2 separate regions of the Mus musculus genome follow, and region 2 is linked to region 1. Evidence: chromatin contacts called from public Hi-C data. All regions are on one chromosome and are shown on one strand. Each heading gives the region's core, a stretch centred on a gene start, on an enhancer-like site or on the middle of the called end of the contact. The rest is flanking DNA. Distances are from core to core; before and after follow the strand shown. Region 1 overlaps Clnk (cytokine-dependent hematopoietic cell linker). Region 2 has its middle 62 kb from the start of Gm46937.

Region 1 (5,701 bases), core at 1,861-4,360:
CTCTGATCTCTGTCTTTGCTTTCCACAAAGCAATTTCCCTTTCCTGCTCCAAACCTGTTCTCCAGGGAACAAGTGGCAGATGGCTGTGACATCTCAATACCCTGAAAGGGCAGTCCTCAGCCTTAGTAGTCAAGGACACCTACTGCTATGCCCCTGAGACATGTAAGAACGGGAGTTGGCTAGCACTGTTGCCTGGCTGCTCTTCCAGACTCAGGTTTTGCCTTGCCAAACACAGCCGCTCTGGGACTTCACAGCACTGGTGAGGGTCATTTACTGTATCCACTCCATGGTACAGAAAATAGGGTAAGCTTCCAAGTGACCCAACACACTCTCTGAGGATGCAAGCATCCACTGGGTTGTCTGTCACCTTTTGTCTTAGCCACACAACAAGCTCTTAGTAGTAGGTGCCAGGATAAGCATCCGATGAAAGGGACCAAGGAAATGTAAGGTGAAAGTCAAGTCATGACAGCGTTGTAGTGCTGAAAACCCCGGTTATTGGACACATCACTGTGCCCAGAGCCATTTTCAGTGTCAAGTGTATACTGGATACATTTGAGTGGATGGCAGAGAGAACTCTAACCTGGGTACAAGGAAAGAGGGGATTGGGAATGCGAGGCAGAGACCAAGCAGAGAAGATCAAAAAGAGGTGAAGAGGATTTCCAATTCTTCAGACAACTGAGGCAGTGTCCCAGCTAAAATGGGTGTGACAAGCCATCCTGCTGTCTGACTTGCCTGCGGTAGCACCCATCCAGGTGACCAGCTCCATCGTCAGTTTTGAGTCTTTGTCAGAAGCATTCTCTGCTAATGTGAAGAGGACCGTAGCACTCAAGAACATGCTGTCTGTCCTCAGAAGTTCATCAATATAAGTAGCATGTAAATAATCGCATGTAGCTTTCTAACTTTGCGGAGATATATCACTAGAGCAAGAAGTTGCACACGAGCTGGAAGACAGGTGATCCAGATGGTTACTGGGGTAAGGGAAAGCTCAGGGAGATATGGGTGGTACCATATGTGAGGACTTCTCAAGCCATTTTCCCCAAACAGTGTTCACAGGAATTAATCAAATAAAAGCATTCTGGACTTCAATAGTGTAGAGTATATGTGTATCAGAATAGCCACAGATGTGTATAGTTGGTATGTCCAAAAGAGGAAGATTCTAGAAACTCACCATGGAAGTTTGAAAAAACAGCAGGGCCATTTGTTCACTTATCAAATAGAAAGCTGATACGATTTCACCTTGACTAAATTTCACTAGTTTCCAAGGACCATGGGACCCTCCCCAGTCTCCACTATTGTGAAAATGTAGACCTTCCCCACTCCGAGGGAATTGGTGTAGAAGACTACTACTATGTTTGGATAGTCTATTAGCCTCGTTGTGATAGGACGTGGCTGCAAAGCATTTCCAAGCCTACATCTTCATGGGATGCCTCGTACCCATGAGCATGTGAGCATGGCTTGCATCCTCTCACCCATTTACTCAGTCCTGCTCATTCACCAATATGCCTGTACTTACAGACCAAGCTCTAGGCCCCAGACGAGGTGCCCATCTCCTCTTAGGGACCACTATAGTTAGTCTGAGAATTCAAGATGGGCTCTGTTCCAGTTGTATGGTTGAATTCAGTCAAACAAGGGTGGTGTGTACATCCAGGAAATACAGGAGATTTTTGTGGTCCCTTGAGAAATAAGAAAGGCACTTGCACCCACCGTTATGCTCTTCCCCCATCCCCCAAGACCATTGGACATCCCAGCTGGCCCATTTCCAACCACTCTGTGTGTTCCTAGATTACCTTACTGAGACACAGTTTTGCACATCTTTGCCACGCCAAACTTTCCACTGTACACCTCCAGTCACACCAGCCCGCTGAGTCCTCCAGGTTCTCCACCCTCTGACTATTCCGTGTGTATCCAAACCTTAGGCCCGTAGTTCTCCAGTGAGAACTTCCTCCTCTAAACAGGGTTCACCAGTCTGGGTGTGGAGCACCTTTGGCTCCAGAGGGAATCAATCGTCTCGTCACCCACCTGCAAATTGAAGGAGTTGCTAACATCTCTAATTCACCATCTGGCACAAGTGTTCTATGAGAGTCCGAGGGTGGAGACAAAGACACTGTTCCTCAGGACAGTCTGTGTGCGTCCCAATGCAGACATTCAAATTAAGGGGAGGGGGGGAGGACTGAACTCAGAAATTGTGTTCTCTTTCACTTCTCTTTATATTTAAAATGAGTTTAGTACTTTCTAACCACATCAGCTGTCTTTCAAAAGCTACAGAATCTTATTCCAGAGTAACCTTCCAATTTTGCGAAGAGAGGTTAAATAAGATGTAGACTTAGAACCAGTAGCGCTTGGAAGCTTGGGTGATGAAAAAAGGCTGGTGATGTAAGATCACATGAATCACTTCCCTCAGGGTTTGCTACCAAATTCCAGGGAGCAATGAGTTATTAGTCTCTACTCCAGGAGTTCAACCCTGGAGACATGGCTCAGCCCCATCTCTACGGGACCCAGAGAGCACACCCGTGTTCCCATGGATAGGAGTACACTGTATCCTCACATCCAGTGCGCCAGGCTGCAGGAGAAGTGGGGGAGGGGAGTGTTTGTTTTAGTATTCTTTAAAAATTAAAGCTCATTAAATGCATTCAATTATTTAAAAGAATTAAAAATTAAAAATAATTCCAGATTTAAAATTGATTTGTAATAAGCTTTCATATCAGAAAACCACAGACGTGTGAGGATCAAATCTTGATCATCCTATAGTTTTCAAAGTTGCCTGCCACCGTGATGACACCTGCCACACACGCAGGAAGTGCAGAGGAAGGAAAAACCTGCTTCCTTCAGGCCCAGATGTGAAGGGGAGTCTATAGCTGGAGAATGAGGGCAGAGGATGCTGCCAGTCTTGTGCTCTTTCCAGCTGTGGTCCATTTGCACATGGTTATGTTGTTGATGCTGTTGACAAAAGGAAGCCAGAATACATCTTGTGATTCCCTGGCAAGGGGCAGCTTGCTAACATGCTGCCCTCGCTGGAGCCCAGGCAGAGCATATCAAATCCCCACAAAGTCAGCTAGCAGCGTCTTTCATTCGTCACCGTCGGCTGTCAGGCTGCAAAGAGCATTAACACGGGAGCCTTTCCAGAGAGCTCGGCAGCTGCTAGTGTCAGGATGATGTCCACACTCCATCCAGACAGACCCACAATGCCCAGCCTCCTTCTTCTTCTATCTCCGGCAACAGTGCCAGCCTCCCCACCCCCAACCCATTTTTCCAGCTCTCTGGATCATAGCATCAGGCTCAGCTGGAATAACGGCCCCCTTCCCTGTTTTGCTGAGACTTCCTCTGCTAATTCACATGCTTGCATTGACGCACAGAGAGCCACTAGGGTGCAGAATCCCCCGAGGACATGACATATGAATACCCGACTATCTTGTGGAGCCCCACCCAGAGTGAAGCAGATCAGCCACTTTCAGACAGCCTTGGCAATGGGGAGGATGCTTCCAGATGCACAGCCCTTCTGCAAGCTGTGTCGCTGCTCTAGGCTTGGGAATAACATGAAACTCGGGGTGGAAACCTGACTCTGGCAGTAGTTTGTTGTGCCACTCTAGGCGGGTTAAGTTTTAGTTACATCTGCTGAGTGGAAGAGATCTCATTGGCTTAAAACCTATGGCAGAAACCGGTATCTACTGCCTCCAAACATGTTCTCCCATCTCTGTGTGTAACTATTACTTGGTATGACATAAAAACCCATAACATGAGATCAGCTCTCAAACATTCGAGCTGTGCACACAGCTCTGTTAATTATGCACATGCTGCAGCTACTAAACCTTACCCCTAAGACCTATTTTCTTGTAAAAACCAAAACACTGTACCCTTAAATGCTCCACCCTCCTCCTGCCCCCGGGCAGCCACCCTTCCTTTCTCTGTCATCAGAACAGCAGTGCTGGATAGCACTAGGCTCTTCACAGCACCTGCGTAGTAACACCTATGGCTTTCTGGAAGTCAAAAGGAAAAGTGGGGACTGGGCTGTTACCTATCTGTAGTCCCAGCACTTGGGGGGCTGAAACAGGAGATGGGGAGTTCAAAGCAAGGCCAACTGGACCATAGAGAGAACTTGTCTCAAAAAAAATCTATTAAATGATCAATCCATAAATCTAAACTTAAAAAAAATGCATTCGAGGGAAAAGAGAAATTGAGAAGATAAGTGTAAGTGTGCTAACCTGTGCTGAAAAGATTGCTCAGTGCCCAGGCAGACAGGCAGACAGGTAGACAGATGAGCAATGTTTTTTTGTCATCTTTTGTTCACTTGTGTACCAAAAGGCCTCATCCCAGAGTCCAGGGAGAGAAAGAACACTACCGTGGCTCAGGTCTCAACTCTCCTGCCTAGCATTCCATTCTAAGATCCTGGGGAGGCCAAAGGCAGAAGGCAGTGGGTGTTGAGAGTCCTCCCTGGTTCCTGCAGAAGACTTTGCCTTTGGCACAGAAGTTCTTACCTACATCTGGCCCACTTTAGAATCCCAGCCTGGAGTCAGTCCCTTGGATATTTGCTCCATTCCTAATGAACTCACTGGCCACGGTCGTAGAAACTCCTTCTATATTGCACATGTCATAAGTTACATATCTGGACGCCATGATCTCCGGTGGGGGTGCGGGGAGAGGTCATGTATCTAGGGTGGACAGGAGTGTGTTAGCAGGCTCCACATACAGAGTTTTCGTCCCACTAGGTAATTTACTGTTCGTTTCTGCTGAAGCTCAGCGTACTTGAAAGGGCACCAACTGCTAACCACAGGGCTCTGGGCTGCAGATGCATCGTGGCTCCCCCGTGAGACTCAGCACATCCCACAGGCTTGGGTAGGGAGACAGCCAGGCTGGAGTAGCAGCAGAGCTTAAAGCAATTTCCTTGCCTCTCGGCGACTGCCTGGATTGGGCTATTTGTGCATCCCTGTGCCCTGTTGCTTGTTTGGGAGGGCATCGGCTCCCCAAGGTCATTTGGAAGATGAAGTTAGGAAAGGGGCAGTATCCGAACAGGCAGCATCTGGACTCCTAAGCTCCCGTTTCCTGGTTACTAATGCTTCATTGCTTAACTATTGTGTGCCCAACATCCCAGCCACAGATAGGCCTCATAAATATTTACACGCAATGTGTGTTGCGATGCTCAATTAATTGCAGCTGTGACGCACTTAGAGCGCCTCGGAGGAAAGGTGTGCAGAGAGGGCCAGCGGTTATTAAAGGCGCAAACAAGTCAGCTCACGGAAGCAGCAGTCCTTGGAGCTTTCCATTGCCCTGGGGTTTTTCCCGGCCAGAAGCCAAATCTAGGGAAAAGTTACACCCAAGGGAACGCTGTCCAAGGGTGACGTTTGTGGCTACGCCAAGAACTTAGCATCAGAAAATGAACAAAGATGTGCCCAAGTGACTTACCAAAGAGGAGAGGCGTGTAATTATTCAAACGTGGTAGCCATCTCAGAAACAAAATTGGAGCAATGAGGATCAAGTGTCAAATAGGTAAAGTGGGGTTGGAACACGGATCGTGGTGGTGAGACACAGCGGGCAGCCACTTCATGTTCAATGGGTAAAAACATAAGTTAATATGAATCAATACAAAGCCATCCAGAAAGCATCTGAGGAATGTGCAACCAGGGACTGAGAATGCCCCACTCTGGTGTTTTCTTTGGACTGGATAACTGTCTGCCCGCCGAGATGTGCAGAGATGAGACTGCAATGC
Region 2 (5,701 bases), core at 1,625-4,124, 360 kb before region 1:
ATGCAAGTCCTTCTTCCAAAAACCCTGACTTGTGCCAAGTTGACAAAAAGAATATATATATATATATATATATATATATATATATATATATATATAACAAAAAACAAACAAACAGACAAAAAGCTGAGCAAGGTAACTCCCAATCTACCTTCAAGATGAGCCAAGTAACCTGACTGCATGTGGCAATTTGGAAAGCCTCCTGATTCTCTTGAACTTAGCCTATCAATTCAGGAATAAATTAGTACTGAAAACACCTTCAGATTTGAAACCCTCTGGTTTTATTGTCCCTGCTTTCCTTGTCAAATGGATTGATTATCAATGAGTTGATATTCACTAAAATGGTAAGCAACTGTAACTTCACCTGTAGAAATACTCAAACGTGGGAAGTCTTCGGCACAGTGCCTGACCAGCCCCACTCTCTTCACTCTGTTCTCTCTTGTCCCCAGCCCAGATATTGCTTGCTTGGACTGACCTCAGACCTCCACCTCCCTTATGACTTTAGTCATTGGAATCTTCTCAAATCCAGGAAGAACACGGTAGTGCAGACATATTGGGAACCACAGACAGAAAGACATTTAGCACATGCATTTGCCGACACTCATTCCTTATGGCCTAGAGAGCATTTCTGTGTGGAGAGTTTCATCCTTCTAGAGAAACCATTTTTCACTGAGAGTATGGTGTAGGGTAGGGTCAGAGTATCCTGGGCTCTTATCCATCCCTGCTTCAGGAAGTCCACTCTGCTGTTAACTCCTTTCCTTTGTTATTCCTTGGACTTCTTTGCAATGTAATTTGAGCAGTGGTTTAAGGAGTTAAGCATCTGAAAACTCAGCCCTGGAGAATGTTGCCACAGACACAGTCCTCATGACAAACACTGGCAGCAGCTACCAGGATTATGCATTGTTACGAACAAAAGCCCACAGACCTCAGAATAACAGGAAACCTTAGCCTCTGGTAAATCACAGAGCATGATGTAGAGGCAGGACATCTGGTCACAATACACACATTCTTTCCACTACATCTCAGTGACGTCTTTGAAATTTTGCAAGAACAGAAAATTCTGGGTTTTATAGAGATACATTTCACAAGCTTATTTGAGATTAATTCGGCTTTTAATAAACCCTATCTCTAATAAAAATAATGATGATTTCATGCAATCCCTTTGTGCTAGACATTATGCGCTGCACTTACCATAAATTGGCTCATTTACTTCTATTTAATCTGTCACCAAAATGCATCAGAAGAGTGCCATTATTGGACCTGGGTCCCCTTTAACAGATGAGGAAAATGAGACTTGGAGAAGTTGAGATGTGTGCAAAGTGAAATAGCAGTTAGTGAGTGACCCAGGAGTTGATCCTGAACACTTGGACTAATTAAAGCCCACACTACGTGAGCTGAAACATGGCTGAGCTGAGCTGCTGGAGCCTCTGCCATGCGCAGGACCCAATTCCCACACTCACTCGCGGCACCTGTGGTCACACGACCTCTAAAATAAAGCTTAGCGCAAGAGCAACTGTACAGCCATGATAAATTTTCATATGCAAAACAGTGTGTTCAGAAATGAAAATTTATTTGGGATTAGTTTTACACAGGGTCAGAGTTCTTAAGGAAGTGCATAAAACTGCACTGCATACCAAATCTTTAAGAAGATAATTCATGCTAGCCTTAGAGAGGTTATTGAGAAAAATCACAGTGAATACACCCCACGACAAAGGTAATGCATAAATCATCATGGTCTTAAAGGCAGAGAGATATTATTCTAGAAAACTAGCCCATGCCCTTGACGGTGAGCTTCACACCAAGGCCGCTCTGGAAGTTGACAGACAAAATCTGAATATTAAAGAAAAGCAGGAGTTATTCTGGAAGGCCCATGGTTTATGGATGTGACTTTTTGTCTATCCCGAGTCCACAGTAACGGAGAGCATAAAATGGAACCCTTAGCCCTATTCTTCCACTATTACAATGACACAGGGGAGAACCTGTAGAGAGAATCAGTGGAGTGTGATATATTGTCTGACCTCAACCCCCACCCCACCCTTCTTGTAAACCATTCCCTTGTAGAACACTAGTGTGTGGGGTTTGCTTTCTCCGAGGATCTGTGCTGTAATATTTGAAGCATGGGGCAAAAGAGAGAAGGAAAACTGAACACATGCTACCGAGAGAGACGCCTAGAGGTGAGTCATGGCCAGGCATGTCCTACCAGGTGGAACCTTGTAAACAGGCTTTCATTGCACATGAGGTAAAGCACAACCCTCCTGAGAGACATTGTGAGCATCATAAAATCTAATCTCCTGCGACAAGGCTCAGGAGACCTGTGCTGCCTGTTCACGCAGCACTAAGGTACAGAGGCAACCTAGGTATGAGGCTATACCAGCTCTGCCTGACGTGGCATCTTTTCTCTCAGGCTGAATCAGCCGTTGGACATCGGTATAGAGAACAGAATCACCGTGAACCACTGATCTTTCAGAGAGGTGGACGAGGAGAGGCCGCAACAAGAACACAGAGAAGTGGTGGGCTACTTCTGCAGGCTTATAAGCTTTCGAGAGATGCTTTGCTCAGCCTGGGGGACTGGTCCTTTTGCTTGCTTTAGTTGGTATATTTTAAGCACAGTGGTAATTATCTCTCAGGGTTATTGTAAAGAAAATGAAAACATGAGATGCCTTTAACAAAGTTGATCTGTAAACTGAAAAGAACCGTGCAATTATTGGCTGTGTTGTGCATCCTTTAGATGTATGTAAAGACAAAAGCTGCCCACAAAATATGTAATTCCACGGAAAACAACATTTCCGTCTTGCAAGGACAAGCCAGCACCATGGAGGGTTCCAACAAGGGAAGAAGGGGTGTGGAAGTTGGTTTGGAAAGCTGACATTAGCCAGGCTCTGGCCTCAGGAGGATACAGTAAGCTGACATGTGAAGTATTTGGACGTGTGCCTGGTTGTAATGATGTCAGCAGAGGTTAGTTACAGTCGGCAAGCTCTTTAGCTTTCCTGGACATTTATTCCTTGGGTATGAAATATGGGCCAATGTGTCTTCTCCTTTGCAGGATACTGAGGGAGCACTAATTGATCATTGATGTTCCATATAAGAAGGGTCACAGAGTGTTAGAAATTTACTATCAGTGCTCTTTTTTTTTTCATTGAGATCTATGTTTTTATACAAGAATTGAAAGAAAAATGCATTTATATATACATATATATATCCATAAACACACACACACATATATATACTATATTATTTTAGCAACATGAAATTGGTGCCAAATTAGATGCTTAGCTTTGTGCTTATTTTAATTTTTAAACTACCTTTCTTTATAATGTATATGAAGTAGGCATACACAGAAGTAAAAGGGCAACTTGTAGTTACTCACCACATAGATCCCAGAAACTGAACTCAGGCCTCAGGCTGTCAGCAAGCACCTAGACCCCCTAAAGCCATCTCCCAGGCCCAGTGCTCCTTTTACAATGATGTGATCTATTTTAATAAATAAAATAAAAAGACTGTTTCCCAAAAGCCTGTGGGATGCTTCATGTGATCAGACAGAACCTCTAAGTACTCAGTCCTACGGGTCAGAAATTCAGGGGCTGGTACTAGCAATAGGGAAAGCAATCATGTTACACTCAGGAGAATTGCTAAGACTTAGCACATACACACAGCCTATGAAGCTACCCATGCAGCAGCCTGCACACTGCACAGTGCACGGGCCCTACTTCTACTTCTCCCAGTACTTTGCAACCATTGCTTTGAACCACAGCTAAAGGACTGAAACTCGGCCTTCATTCAGCACCTTGTGTGCAGTGCTCCAGGAGGCAACCCTTGACTGTGAGGATGACACAGGACCTGTCAGAGGACCTTGGCTGACATCTCTGCAAAGACTCTTATTTGGGGGTGTGCTTTTAAAAACTCCACTAACCATTATGAGCTTTCATTTAAGTTATTGTGATGACGATTGGAGCTTTCTCTGAGGTCTGAGTTAAAATATACCAAAACCAAGGTGCACCTACTAGGTACACCTGCACATAGTAGGAGCTTTGCCAACTTTCCCTCTGTCCTTGGCTTCCTCTGTGTCTTAGCTTTCATGATTCCACTAAAAAATACATTAAAACTGTTATAGTCCTACTAAAACCACTTAGATTTGCATAAATTTTAATACTTAAATTCTCCTGATATTTTAAATAGAACACTGAGAGAGCTGTAGCTTTGCTCTGAATAATCCTAAGGCTGCAGCTGAAACATGATTCAGTAACCAAGCTCTTAGAAATGCAGTTCATCAATGTTTCCTAAGGCGTGCCTTATGTAGAAGATGGCTGTCGTGAGATAGACACCTTTGTTTTCAATACTCTCAGGTTTTAATACGAACACCCGGAGCACAACAGCGTATGCCCCAATTGCATCCCAAGTACCAAGAAATGGCTCATGGCTTCCAGCCCACCCCCATCCCACCACACACCTTCTTTCTTCAGCATGAATGAAGGTAGGTGTGCGTCCACTCAGCGCCTAAACAAGATAATAACATGCCACAGGCAAGACATTCTGCTAAGTGCTGTGTGAAGAGAAATAAACAGCCCGGGAGAAAAGAGACACAGTCAGCTTGAGAGCGCATCAGAGTAGCTGTTTCAACATCAGAAAGGCTGGCGCTTCACCCCTTGCTTTCACTGTTTTTAGCTGAAGTCGGCAGCGGCTCCTTAAACCACTTTGTTTGGTTGCATGTGATGTATTAAGACATACATCTGCTCCTCAGATAAGGCACGTACATCCCACGCCGTCATACCCAGAAAGTAGTCAGCTTAAAATCTTTTCTCTTTGAAAACTTTTTGCATCTTTTTTTTTTATATTTATGTGTTGCCATTTTTTTTGCCTGCATCACATTGCTGTGTGCTCTTGGAGGTCAGATCAGGGCACTGAACTCCCTGAAATCACTGCTACGGATGGTTGTAAGTCAGCACACAGGTGCTGGAAACCGAATCTGGGTCCTGCACAAGAGCAGCAAGTGCTCCTTAGGTGCTGAGCCATCTCTCCCGCCACAGCGTCAGCTCTTAATCAGTCTAAGCACCAGTCAGCAGGGACTACTGTTAATAGTCCCATCTCTCCATCTTAGAAGCCTTAAGGATAGAATGCTCTGTGGTTAACCTGAAAAGAAGTTGTCAGATATTTCCTGTGAACAGCTCCACAGTCAACTGTTCAGACTGCGGCCCGACAGAAATGGATCAGGATGCCTTGGTCCCACTGATAGATGAAAGCTGCCACGGGCAATATGTAAACAAATGATCACAGTTGTTGGGAAAACTATAATACAGGAGGCAACCTATGGGATAGAGTCTGCTAACTTCTGCTCTGATGGAAAGGTGGGGGCATGTGATGAAATGATGGGTCCTCAGAAGCAGCACATGTACACAGAGGCAAGTCTAGTTCCGGTTTGAGCCTCATTGCCTCAACTTGGACTCTTCTGAGCATGCAGTCTGGGGCTGTAGGCCACTTTCTATGAAAGGAAATGCAGAACACCAAAGCATTGGGGTTCCACAACCCTTGTAGCTCAATGCACTCTATTTTCATTGACTGAGAAGAGAATAAGCATGCTAGCTGTATGTTTTGATGCACATGGGTTGCAGTGAGAACTCTGAAAGCACAGCCAACTTGTCAGGCAGTGACTCACTTAACGGGGGAAGCTAAGATACGGGTACCATTTAGGATAATGTCACTCTTTCCG

Evidence for each region. A called contact is a pair of places that touch in the nucleus more often than the background predicts.
Region 2: a Hi-C map of olfactory sensory neurons shows a contact between it and region 1, with 3 times the contacts expected there. The contact joins two enhancer-like sites. A contact is called at or near these places in 8 of 484 Hi-C or Micro-C datasets (the Ba/F3 cell line, cerebral cortex, embryonic stem cells and 4 more).

Annotation. Positions count from the first base shown.
Region 1 is chr5:38,785,775-38,791,475 of GRCm38.p6, reverse strand. The region is part of intron 3 of Clnk (cytokine-dependent hematopoietic cell linker); the gene reads left to right. Among named protein-coding and RNA genes, the nearest start is that of Clnk, 88 kb to the left of the region's middle. Within about 2 kb of position 3,110, at least 27 of the 459 cell types and tissues checked have an H3K27ac peak or open chromatin away from gene starts, as enhancers often do. A contact at or near this core is called in olfactory sensory neurons, where this site is marked.
Region 2 is chr5:39,141,039-39,146,739 of GRCm38.p6, reverse strand. No RefSeq gene overlaps it. Among named protein-coding and RNA genes, the nearest start is that of Gm46937, 62 kb to the right of the region's middle. Within about 2 kb of position 2,874, at least 18 of the 459 cell types and tissues checked have an H3K27ac peak or open chromatin away from gene starts, as enhancers often do. A contact at or near this core is called in olfactory sensory neurons, where this site is marked.